Linked DNA regions of Mus musculus: region 1 is linked to region 2. Evidence: chromatin contacts called from public HiChIP or PLAC-seq data. All regions are on one chromosome and are shown on one strand. Each heading gives the region's core, a stretch centred on a gene start, on an enhancer-like site or on the middle of the called end of the contact. The rest is flanking DNA. Distances are from core to core; before and after follow the strand shown. Region 1 holds the start of Mrgprg (MAS-related GPR, member G). Region 2 overlaps Kcnq1 (potassium voltage-gated channel, subfamily Q, member 1).

What was found. HiChIP or PLAC-seq counts read pairs in DNA pulled down with a chosen protein or histone mark.
Region 1: an H3K27ac HiChIP or PLAC-seq map of embryonic stem cells shows a contact between it and region 2, with 7 read pairs. The contact joins the promoter of Mrgprg here to the enhancer-like site in region 2. A contact is called at or near these places in 10 of 39 promoter capture datasets (the 3T3-L1 cell line, the SN4741 cell line, cranial neural crest and 5 more), 1 of 15 datasets of contacts at CTCF or cohesin (large pre-B cells), 10 of 115 datasets of contacts at active chromatin or transcription factors (T-cell acute lymphoblastic leukemia, craniofacial prominence, embryonic stem cells and 2 more) and 2 of 9 other capture datasets (embryonic stem cells and embryonic tail).

What each region holds. Positions count from the first base shown.
Region 1 is chr7:143,764,527-143,770,561 of GRCm38.p6, reverse strand. Mrgprg (MAS-related GPR, member G) reads left to right here and starts at 3,569. Exons shown (of 2, transcript NM_203492.2): 1 at 3,569-3,691; 2 at 5,155-6,035. The coding sequence starts at 5,189.
Region 2 is chr7:143,123,077-143,129,246 of GRCm38.p6, reverse strand. All of the region lies in intron 1 of Kcnq1 (potassium voltage-gated channel, subfamily Q, member 1), which reads right to left. Among named protein-coding and RNA genes, the nearest start is that of Gm28821, 14 kb to the left of the region's middle. Within about 2 kb of position 4,731, at least 76 of the 459 cell types and tissues checked have an H3K27ac peak or open chromatin away from gene starts, as enhancers often do. A contact at or near this core is called in embryonic stem cells, neural tube, pancreatic cancer cells and 1 more, where this site is marked.

The DNA of each region.
Region 1 (6,035 bases), core at 2,320-4,819, 640 kb before region 2:
CTCTCACACACACACACACACACACACACACACACTGTGCCTACAGAACTCCCTCTTCCCCAGACCTCTCTGTTCATGCTCAGCTCACTTCCCCACAAACTCCAACCCTATATCTGGAAACCCCATCCTCTCTGACCCATTCCTTATCTCTTAAGAGTTGGGGTATGTTGGAACAAACCTCAAACAAACTCTTCCAGACCCTGACCAAGGCCCTGTATTGAAACTCCAACTCCTTCCCCTTCACTGCCATTGCCAAACTCAGTTACTCTCTATGACCCTCATCCCCATAGCCAGGACAAGGCAGTTTCTAAAGACAAACGACCTTATCTTGAACAAACAAGTCCAGGAGAGAGAGACTGCAGGCTTGCAGGTAGCCCCAGCAGGTGCATTCCCCAAACCTCCTATATAAACCCCAAGTACCCTCTTCCTGTTTGGCAGACACCCCTTTCCCATCGTATTTGCCTTGATGTTTGAAATAAACACTCCTCTCTGTTGAGACTAACTGGTCTCTTTTCTTCACTTCCCCCACCCCTGCCATCTTCTTAAGCTGCCTCAGAAATCTAACATCAATATTGTTAGAAATAGGTCCAGGGTCCGAAGGAATTGCCACATGATCCAATTCAAAGCATTTGCAAGACAAAAGCTTTACTCCTGCTGAAGGGAACACGCATGCCCAGTTGGGTCCCCTGTGTTTTTACTCCTGAGGTTTTGAGCAGAGTACAACCTTGAGTTCAAAAGTGCTGAGCCTGCAGGAGTCTCAACTTCTGCCATGTGATTTCTTTACAAATTTTTAAGGGAAATGTGGTCTCATGTAATCCTTGGATAGAAAAAAAAATTGTACATTTTGTTTACTCTTCCCACAGTATTACTCAATGGCAATGACAAGGCCAGCCACAGATCACCACTCGCCTAGGACACTGTGTAACAAGTCACATGATTTATACTGAACCAAAATAAACAAACCAACCAAAGGACAACAGTAACAACAGAAACCCCACCAGGACCAACTGGGTCAGTGGAGGAGTTGGAAAGGTTTGGGGGCAGTCTCCAAGATTTTCTGCTTGCTGAGGGATCTAAGAAGCATCTGCCCCTGGGGAGCCAAGGAGTTTATTTGGCTTATGCATAGGCCAGGCTGGAAGTTCTACACCCAGCACGCCCTCCCCACAGCTTGTACTCTGCGCAGAAATGTATACAAATTGCTGAGGGTGAGGTGGCCGTATACATAGGTAAGGTTCCCATGACCCTCCCCCGTTTTTCTTTCTATGAGGGAACTTCTAAATTAACAAGTCCATCTGGAGTGATCTTCTTCAAACAGATACAGCTGCACTCATAAAGATGGCAGCGGTTTGGCTCAAAGGACGGGAAGGTAGTGCTGTTCAACAGGAGTCGGCAACGCGGTTCAGTGGGTATTGCCACCAAGGCTGACAACCTGAGTCCAATTTCTAGAACCAATATGGTGGAAGGAGAGAACTGACTCCCACAAGTGAGCTTCTGACCTCAGTGCACACACACACACACACACACACACACACACACACACACAACTGTAATTTAAAATTGGGGAGGGGGAGAAATTGAGACATTTGGGCCACATGACTCAGGGATGATTCCAGGTATAAGGTCCCAGTCAACAGGCAGCACTGTGATGGGGTCAGAGGGGGGAGGGGTCCAGGCTTAATCACACGAGGACACTGACCTTAGCTTCTCTGGGGACCTCCTGGGTGGTCTCAGAGGCTTAGCAGTTTGCCACTTACACCAAACAGGAACTAATGGTCTCACAGAACAAACAGGTAGCCTGGTGACCTCAGCACACTAGGGATAGGACACACTGGGGTTTACATGGGGACAGGGGAAGGTTGTCCCCATTCTGACACCCAGGACGAGTCTGTTCTCCCTTTAGTTGGTTCAATCACGAAACCTCAGTGCTAGGAGCTAAACTCAGGTCTTCCAGAAGAGCAGGGAGACCTTCGGCTCCTGAGCCATCTGTCTAGCCCAGGGCTTGAGGTGTTAAATCACACATGTACTTTTGGTCATATTCACACAGCAGCTGTTAGAGACAGACCACAGGCCATATCTTATCAGATCAGAACGTCAATTCTGTGTCACATTCGAAAACCAATATCAAAGTCCTGTCCAATCCTACACTGTCACAGGAGAGGTGCCAAGTGCTTGGTTGTCTCCCTGCTGCCTGCTTCGGTGGTGCACAGACTCTCCAGCTGCTGTGGACTCCTCTAGATCACCTCACAGTACCGGCACACTATGACAATTATATTAATCCTTGAGGGCAAAGCCCTGAAGAAGAACAACAACAAAGGCCTACCAGAACAATGAAAAGTTGGGGAGATTTGGGGCTGCACAGTGCTTGTGTGTGTTGTAAGGGTGCATCCCACAGAGGACAGAGTATGGATCTGGCTTGACATGATGGCAGCCATCTTGAGCCACAGCTGTCTGAGTCACCATAAGATGGGTTTTCCTGCATATTTACTTAGCTAACCATAACACAGAGCCTTGAAAGCACATGCGTACTGGATGACTTGGAGGGTGCGCCTGGCTTTTGATGGAATCTGAAGATAAACCAGAGACCTTCAGGCATGAGAGCATGCTTTGGTCTTTATCCACCCAACGTCTGGGTGCCCAGCTCCCCAGGACCTTCCTCTGCCAGTGAGTCTCCAGAATATCTCACTGTGCAGTCCTAGCTCTATTGGACTCTCCCTATTCCCTTCCAACTGCTGTGTGAGTTTATGTGCACATGTGTGTAGGTGCATGCACATCTGTGCAGGTGTATGTGCTGCCTAAAGATCAGCACTGAGTGTGTGTCTTCTTAATTACCCTACACATTAAAAAACATTTTAAAGTCCATGCTGTTGTTGTTTTGAGACAACATCTCACAATACCATCCTGGTTGACCTGGAAACTCTGTGCAGACTTGCAGAAATCTGTCTGCCTCTGCCTCCCAAGTGCTGGGATTAAAGGTGTGGGCCACAACCTCTGGCTTAAATATGTTTTTAAGTTTATCTGTGTGTGTGCACAAATGTGCCACCACATGTGTCCAGATCAGAGGGAAACTTTTAGGAATCAATTTTCTTCTTTTATGGGGATCCCTGGAATTGAACTTAGGTTGTCAGGCTTGGGTGTGGCAAGAACCTTTACCCACTGAGCCCTCTCACTGGCCCAATACCTTATTTTTTAAAGATAAGACTTTGCAGCAAATGTAGTGATTGGCATAGCCAGCTGAATATCAAGTCCCATGAGTCCTCTGGTCTCCATCTCTCAGTACTGGGGTCACAAGCATGCACCATGATGCCCAACTTTTATTAAAGGTGCAGGGGATCCAAACTCAAATTCTCATACCTGCATAGCGAGAACTTTACTGACTGATCCATCTTTACAGATGTCATCTCTTCCTTTGGTCCCGAGCACCTAAGGCCAGGGACCATTCCAGAATGGGCGGCGTGCAAGGCTCTCTGTTTTCATCTCCCAGATGAAAAGGAGGAGCCTCCCACACTGACAGCTCTGTTTGAGCTCATTCCTTTGATTTCCGTGAAAAGGTGACACACCCACCCCACTTCTAGGGAACTGGCAGGAGCCAGCCTCAGAGGACAGAAGGGGATTTAGGGGCCAGGAGGAGATCAAGACAACAAGTGTGGGCTGAGCGAGCTGGAGACAGCCACTGTCAGCAGGCGGTCATCAGGTGAGAAGGTTAATATGCCCCTCTACCTGCTTCCCTAAGCAAGAAGCACCCCTTCTCTTACCCTCTACATCACTTGCCTGCCTGGCTCTCAGGGGGGTGCTGGTGGCTCTGAGGATGTCCTCTAAAAGGGACCTTATGGGGAAGGCAGTTAAGGGAGCCTTGGAAGCTGAGGCTCAGGCTTGAAACTCATTGCTCCAGGTCCATTGGAGAACAAGGATGAGGAAGATGCCCCACCCCACCTACCGCATCCCCTTTCAGATCTAGCCTTGGCTCCACCAGCCAGAATCCACACAGGAGTAGATGTCTGGATTTACACCCTTGGGGGCTCACAGAGGGGAAGAGTCTTGCCTCTGTCACCACTCTGATGCGTGAAGGTTCAGTCCTTAATTTCAAGGTCCTGAGGACCTGTACTCTGACCTTGACAGCTGAACTGGTAGGTTGAATCACCATCTCCCACAGGTGCTAGGAAGGATGCTTGGTGATGAGATGGTGGGTGATACTCATCAGGACACTGCAGAAGGTTTGGCCCTGTGAGAGGAAGCAGGGTCTGATGGAGGCTGGGTCTCAGTGAGTACAGAGATAGCTAGGGTTCTGGGTAGGGGACACAGCCCAGACCAGGAATGAGGGTCATACGTAAAGTACACAATATACATCTCTTTCCATCTTTGACTATGTTTTCCCATGTCTGTCCCTTCCTCTTTATCTCTACCTCTATTCTCTATTTCTCTCTGTGTCTGTCTGTCCATCTCTCTTCTCCACTCCATTACCCCCCAGCCCTGGTCTATCTTTTCCTATTGCTGTTCCTCCCTGGCAGTCCCTGTCCCCAGAGCCTGGGTCCTCATACCCTGGATCTTGGACAAGGTCCATCATGGGCTCTGTGGAAAAAGGTACTGCTCTGAAACACTCGCCTCCATGAGGGTACCAGAAACTCTCCTGCTTGCTCCCTAAGAAGATTTGGGGCCCTGAGACCCATCATCAAAGTCCCAGACTCTGACATGAAGCTTCAGAGTTAGCCACAGTTCCTCAGGACCCTGGGCTTTAATGTCGCGCTCTAAAAGGACAGTGTGGGGAAAGTCCCCTGAAGCCTCACCTAGCACAGAATGGAGTGTCCTGGGTCAGAGCAGGCACTATCAGAGACCCTGGGGTGGGTGTGATCAGAGCCTTAGAGAAAGCATTCTCACATTGGTACTACAGTTAAAAAGAAAGGGGAGTCTCTCCACCTGTGGCCCCTTTGTCTGAATGTGGTGGGCCTCTGCATGGGGACACCTCATTCAGGATGGGTTGTCTAACCAGGATGAGGGCAGAGAGAGCTGCTTCCAAGCAAAGCAGCTGTGAGGGGGTAACCTGGTATCACATGCAGCCAGGAAGGGGCTTGAGACAACTCGGACTCTGGAAGCTGCAGGCTCTTGCTTTCCACACTCGGGGCACAGCAGCTTCGTAGTGAACACTGTCACCCTTTGCAGGGGCCTCCCAGAGCACCCACGGAAGCCAGCCAGGATGTTCTCCATATTCAACATCTGGGGCACATTCAACAAAGTGCTCTTCTTCCTCAGCCTCACTGTCAGCCTTGCAGGGCTGGTGGGCAACGCTCTGCTGCTCTGGCACCTCGGTCTGCACATTAAGAAGGGACCCTTCAACACCTACCTGCTGCACCTGGCTGCTGCCGATTTCCTCTTCCTCTCATGCCAAGTTGGCTTCTCTATTGCTACGATCGTGTCGGGCCATGAGGACACACTCTACTTCCCAGTCACCTTCCTGTGGTTTGCCGTGGGGCTCTGGCTGCTGGCTGCCTTCAGTGTGGACTGTTGCCTCGCCTACATGTTCCCCTCCTTTTGCAGCCCCAACCGCCGTCCCAGGTTCACTTCAGTTGTCCTCTGCCTCGTGATCTGGGCCCTGACCATGCCGGCCGTGCTGTTGCCAGCCAACGCCTGTGGGCTGCTAAAAAACGGAATGAGTCTGCTGGTCTGCCTCAAGTACCATTGGACCAGTGTCACCTGGCTAGCGGTACTGTCTGGCATGGCATGTGGGGCAAGCAAGTTTCTCTTAATCTTTGGGAACTGCTGCTCTTCACAGCCACCCCCCAAGTTCTGCAAGTTGGCCCAGTGCTCTGGGATCCTTCTGTTCTTCTGTCGCCTACCCCTGGTTGTCTACTGGTGCCTGCGGCCAGTCTTAAAATTCCTGCTCCCCTTCTTCTTTCCACTGGCCACCCTCCTGGCCTGCATTGACAGCAGTGCAAAGCCCCTCTTGTACTACATGAAGGGCAGGCAGCTCAGGAAGGACCCACTGCAGGTAGCCCTAAACAGGGCTCTAGGGGAAGAGTCCCAGTCAGGTCTTGGGGGGCTAT
Region 2 (6,170 bases), core at 3,482-5,981:
TGCTGATGAGTGTCTCCTGCTGCTCTGATGACCTGCTGTCCCTCAGTTCACTTGCCTCACCCTCAAACACAGGTCATGGACTCCCACAGTTCCTCAGGAGAAACTGAGACACAACCAGGAAGATGATGCTAAAGAGCTGCAGTTTTTGGAAAATTGCCTCCTGGTTCAACATCATTCCCGTTTCTCTAAGGCTGTGATAAAACACTTTGACTGGGAGCATCTTAGAGGAGGAAAGGGTTTATTTGACTTATTTTTCCAGGTCACAATTCATCATTGAGGGTAGTCAGGGCAGGAACCCAAGGCAGAGGCCTGAAGGTAGGAACTAAGGAGGAGTGCACCTTGCTGGCTCTCTCACAGGCTCACACTCACTAGCTTTCTTATATAGGCTGCCAGGGAATGGTGTTATTCAGACCCCCAGGACCACCTGCCTAAGGAATGGGCTGGATCCTCCTACATCAATAATAAAGACAATCCCCCACAGACATGCCTACATGCCAAACTGGTCTGAGCAATCCCTCTATTAGATATCCTCCCCAGGTGATTCTAGGCTGTATCATGTTGATAATTAAAGCAAAGAAAGGAAATCAGAGTGTGCCCTGTGTATACACAAGACCTCAAGTATGTGCATACACACACAAAAAGAAGAGAAAAAAATTGTGCAACCACTTACATTAACAAGTCACATAGAAAAAATCACCAAAGGACCTCCAGTTAGCCTCGATAGCTTTTCTTACAACGAATTAATGTTAATGTCTTCCTTGAAATTCCCCAATGTTCTCTGCTGAGCATTTCTGGATTTTTTTTTTTTTTTTTTTTGATCAGAAGAACTAACAGAAAACCATGAGTGCCCATTTGGCAGGGAGATGTTCAGATACATCAGGGGTGGCATCACCACTGGGCTCTGACTAGGGCAGTGACACAATTGTTATCTGTTCCTTGGCTCAGAAAAGGAACTGCAGGGGTTATATGACCTTTCTCTAGCTTATCAATCAAATGTGTGGAAACCACCAAGTCGCAAACCTTTTAAGTTTGTTACAATATGACTTACCAAATCAAACTTGGAACTTTTTCTACATCTGTAGCTAAATGCCTGATTTTTTTTTTTTTTTTTTTTTTTTTTTAGGAATAAGACTGGAATTATGATGTGTGCATTAGTTAACTCCCTCATCCAATCAATACCTTCCAAGAAGCAACTTATGGAGGAGGAGTTTATTTTAACTCAAGGTTTGAGATGTGCAGTCATCCTGGCAGAGAAGGCTGTGGCAGGGGGAATGCTTCTCAGCTCTAAGTTGTCATGTGACACACACACACACTGTAGCATGCATGCATACAAGCCCATTAGACAAATAAATAAATAAATAAATAAATAAATAAATAAATAAATAAATGTAAAGACCTGCACACACATGTCCACAGCTCTGTGACTCTCAACAGCCTAGAAAACGTCCCAAGGACCTGTAAGATGAGAAACCAGAAAATGAAACAGGAAGCCACACAATAGCTTTGAGTTTTTGTTTTGTTTTGCTTTGTTTTTGCAAACAAGAGTATTAAATTTATTTACAAAGTACACCACAAAATTTGATTCATCCTAAACAGGAATATCGGGGGACTGGTGAGATGGCTCAGTGGGTAAAAATGCTCACCATGTAAACCTGACAACCTGAGTTTGATCCCCAGATCCCACATTAAGATAGAAGAAGAGAACTGATTGCCCAGTGAGCCAGCAATCCTCTGACCACACACACACACACACACACACACACACACACACACACAAATAAAAAGTGAATTTCTTTTTCCAATGGGAAAGATGGGCTCAGTGGTTAAAGTACTGCCACACAAGCCCAAAGACCTGAGTTCAGATCTGAACCCTGTAAAAAGCCAGGCATGGCTTGTGTCTATAATCCCAGCACTGGGGAGGTAGAGATGGGTGGACCCCTGGAACTTGTTGGTCAGAGAGTCTAGCCTAATGGGTAAACTCTAGGATCAGTGAGGGATTTCTGTTTCAAAATCTATGGAGGATAGGGTTGAAGAAGACAGCTGATATTGGCTTCTTCCATACACACACACACAATCTTCAATGCTAAACAACTAAGTTTCCACCAGTTTTGGCTAATACTAGCTGAGCACACATGCCTCAGTTTCCTCATCTGTGAAAGGGAGGCTGTGGTGACATTCCCATGAGCAACACTGCATGAAGCATGTGATTCAGTGCTCATCATACTTCCAAGAGCTGGAATCATCTAGACAAGTCATATCTACCTTCTTGGTACCTACCCAGGTCCCAGAAACTACAGTAAGCTGCCCCATGAAGGCAAGATACTCAGTCAATACACCTACCTGCATCCTCAATGCCCACTGTCCTCAGAGCTCCTCTGGATCCCTCCACCAGCTAATATGTGAGTCGGGATATTCTGACTCAATGCTCTATTGTTTGGGTGGGGAAAGCACCTAGAGAGCTAACACAGCAAAACAGAAATGTTTCAAAGGCTGAGAGCCATCTGTCTGTCCTCCTTGGACCACCTCTCAAGCTCTTACACCTTCAATTGGAACCTTGTGTAATGACTGAGCATCTGTGTAGCCCCACCTTCCCTACCTCCTGAGGTTGTCCCTATACAATTGCACCTTGGTGTCCCAAATCCAGCACTATTGTGATAGGACTAGGCTGGACACCCATGTCCACTGCTTGTGCATACCTGGGCACCTCAGCCCCAGGTAGAGCTTTCTGAAGGCTCTGCGGCAGCTCTGTGAGGAGGAGCCTTGGATTTCACTGGGGAGGGGATCTCAGGGTATGTGAGAACTTGTGCCTCTCTGCCTGGAAGGTGCCCATCTTGGAAGGCCAGGATTAGGGGATGATGATGGAAAGGCCTTTGGGAAGACTCCAGTCCATGGCTCAGCATCACGAGTCACTGTCTGCTTGTGTCATCCCTGTGTGAAGGTATTGAGGTCCCTGAGTGTCAGGATGGCAGCCCTGAAGCTGAGATAGAGGTAGGAGCCATAGAGTCATCCATGCTCAGTGCACACGATGCTCCTGAAAGCAGAATGCCACCACGCTGAGTTCAAAACAAGGACAATCACTACTCAGGCAAGTGGAGGTACAGGGCAGGTATGGTCCCCGTACACTCTGAATGATGAAGGGCCCCAGCAAAGGACAGCAGCCTAGTTAGGTTGACACAAGCAGGGAGCCTGAGTCACACAGCAGCATCCCATCCCATAGTCCCCACCCAACGCTCACAGTGCTTGTTGAGCCAGAAACTCTCAACACAGCCCTCTATCCTCCAAATCAGGATCTAATGAGGAGAGAGGTCAGGAACCAGCTCAGCTTACAAAGCAGCTGAGCTGTGGCCTTTGCCCAAGTGCAGGTAGCTGATCCCAATATACACAGACCTTTCTGGGGGCTCTGCACCCCACAGGTCTGTACCTGAAAGTGAGGATGTGCGCACGTGTGCACACACACACACACACACACACAGAGAGAGAGAGAGAGAGAGAGAGAGAGAGAGAGAGAGAGAGAGAAACACAATATGGATGAGGAAGCAGGCTGACTAGCATGTATGAAGTTGAATGGATCCTGTCCTGTAATCAGATCCTTAGTGGGGACTGCTAATCCCAGCTCTGCTGTCCACAGGGCTAGCCTATGCTTCCAACCGTGTGGTTCTCTCTTTCTCCCTTACGTGGGTCCCAGGGATCAAACTCAGTCATCAGGCTTGTGCAGCAAGTGCTTCTAACTGCCATGGATCTTGGCTCCTGTATTCACTTTTAAATCTTCCCATGAGTGCCCCATGGACAGGGGCTCCAGAAGCAACTTCACCCAGTAGTGCTGGAGTCTCATCTACCACGTTTTATGGTCACAGTGGGGAGGGCTGTTATTGGTTTCTACCAGGGATGGGTGCATAACTCCACACTGGACTCTCATCACAATAGACAATGTCACCATTTGGCAGTGAAGAAGCTGCCTCTATGAACTAGACCATCATGAAGCCAGATCCCATTAATAGCTGAGTTCCACAGAGGCTAAGTAACTGCTAGGCACAGAGCCCAGCCCCTCTGCTACCTGGCCTGAAATGATACTGGCCAGCATTCTCACAACCCAGCGGGCTGCTGGCCCCATGCTCACCGAAGGAGCTCTAGATCCATAGGGGTAGTTTCTCCTGGGGGAAGGTGACCCAGCCCAGATATTCCCAGGCCAGGTAGAAGGGCCAGCTGCCACCTGTTCACACTCCAGGACCAGCTAGGGATGACAGCAGAAAGCCTGCCGCTGTCTCCATGGTAACCCTAGCCAGGCCCTCACTCTTACCCTGATTTCAGGCCCATCACCACATTCTGCTTCTGAGCCCCCAGACTTTCCTGCCGAGAGGAGACCTCTCTGGCCTAGGCAGGGGAATCAACCACCTCCACATGGACACAATACCCACGAAAGCAGAACCCTCGACAAAGAGTCACCTCTTCTTTGAAGGCTTCTACTCTGGACCTCAGTCTTGACAGCTATAAAATGGGACATCTGGGCCTGAGCTTGTCTGTGTGGCCTCCAGCAACCACGGCCGGCCGCCACGCTGTGAATTGACATGCCTTAAGCAAGAGGCTCCAGAAAGATTCGAGTCCCCCTGGGCCAGCTATAAGTGGGCAGGTTCCATCAGGCTTTCTTCCGTTCAGCCTCTGCACTTCCCCAAGAGGGTCTGACTTTCCAAAGAGGTGGCCCAACCCAGTAGCTGCAGAGCTCCAGGGGAGGGGGTGGATCAGGTTACAGCCAGCAGGTCACGATCTGGAGCCATCTGGTAGAGCCCAGCTCCCTGCAGGCTCTCAGGAATGCTGCCAGCCCTATTTTCAGGGGTGTGACCAGCCATGGCGTGGTCCCAGCCTACCCAGCCAGCATCAGGATGCAAAGCAGACCAGTGAGAGGCTCTAGGCTACCCTGCATTCACCTGAAGCTCTGGGAAACACAGGGCTGCCCTGTCCTGGAAGAGAGGCTAGTAGAATCCACTCCCTCATCCTCACACAGGCCTGGCCAGTTTCCCCAGTGTAGGGAAATGCCTCTGGCTTGAGCCCGGCTCTGCTGAGGTCACCCACAGAGGATGAGGCTCCCTGGGTTGTGAAGAAAACCTGCTTTAGTCTTAGCTGGACAAGCCACCGGGGCAGCAGTCTGCCCAAAACAGGTGCTTGTGCAATGTACTCTCCTGAGCAGTGAGTGGGGACAGGGTGGGGCTGCACAAAGCTACCCAAGCTGTATCAGACAAAGGGCCACCCAGTAGGCCCTAAGGCCACAGCTTCTGCCACTGCCCTGGGTCCCTCACTAAGACAAGCCATAGAGGCAAGGGGCCCTGGTGGGGGCCAAAGTCCCTTATGGCTCATACCCTCAGATGGCCTGCTACATGCTGGGCAGAGAGCAGCATTTGGCTGCACAGGGAACCTCAGGCCTTCTATCCAGATGAGGGACTTGTGACCCTGGCTGGCCACTCAGGAGAGGGCCACACAACAGCACAAGTCTAGTATTTAGGTTCAGAACACTTTCTTTCCTTTGAAGCCTCTGGATAAAGCGATCCTATCACTGCCTGGGAGGGTGCACTGCTCTTTCTGTCCCTTGTGACAAAGAGAAGGTAAGAGGTGGGGTCCCAAACCCTGTATCTCTGGGCAAGCCTTTAGAATGGTACCTGCCCTTTAGTTTCAAGCCTACTTGTGAGCTACCTGCCCCACCCTGCCTAGGCTGTTCCTCAACTGCCCCCAGGCTTCCAGATCCCCAGAGATCACTTGGTCCTCCTGGTATGAAGCATGTACTAGTTAGTCCCAAAGAAAAGCTGGCTTTCTTCAGACCACAGCTCTGCCCACGCACATCATGCTAACCCCAGACTTCCCTAAGGATAGGACCTAGGACTCAGGCCCAGAGCCCAAAGAGAGACAGTGCTTTGGGGCCAGGAGCCTATGGGACCCCTCCTTCAAGCATCTATCTATCCCTACCCCAACACCTCTCAAGGATCAAAGCTCATTCAGTCAAGAGTTTTCCACCTAAAATATCAGGAAACACTCCCCACCACCATGGGGGTGGGGCAGGTGTCTTATTAGCTTTTTTTTTTTTTTTTAATGGTGAGCTGTTAATTATCCAAAATACAGAAATACCTCTGTTTGTTTTTGTTTTGGGTTTTGTTTTTGTTTTGTTTTGTTTTTTTTGTTTTTTT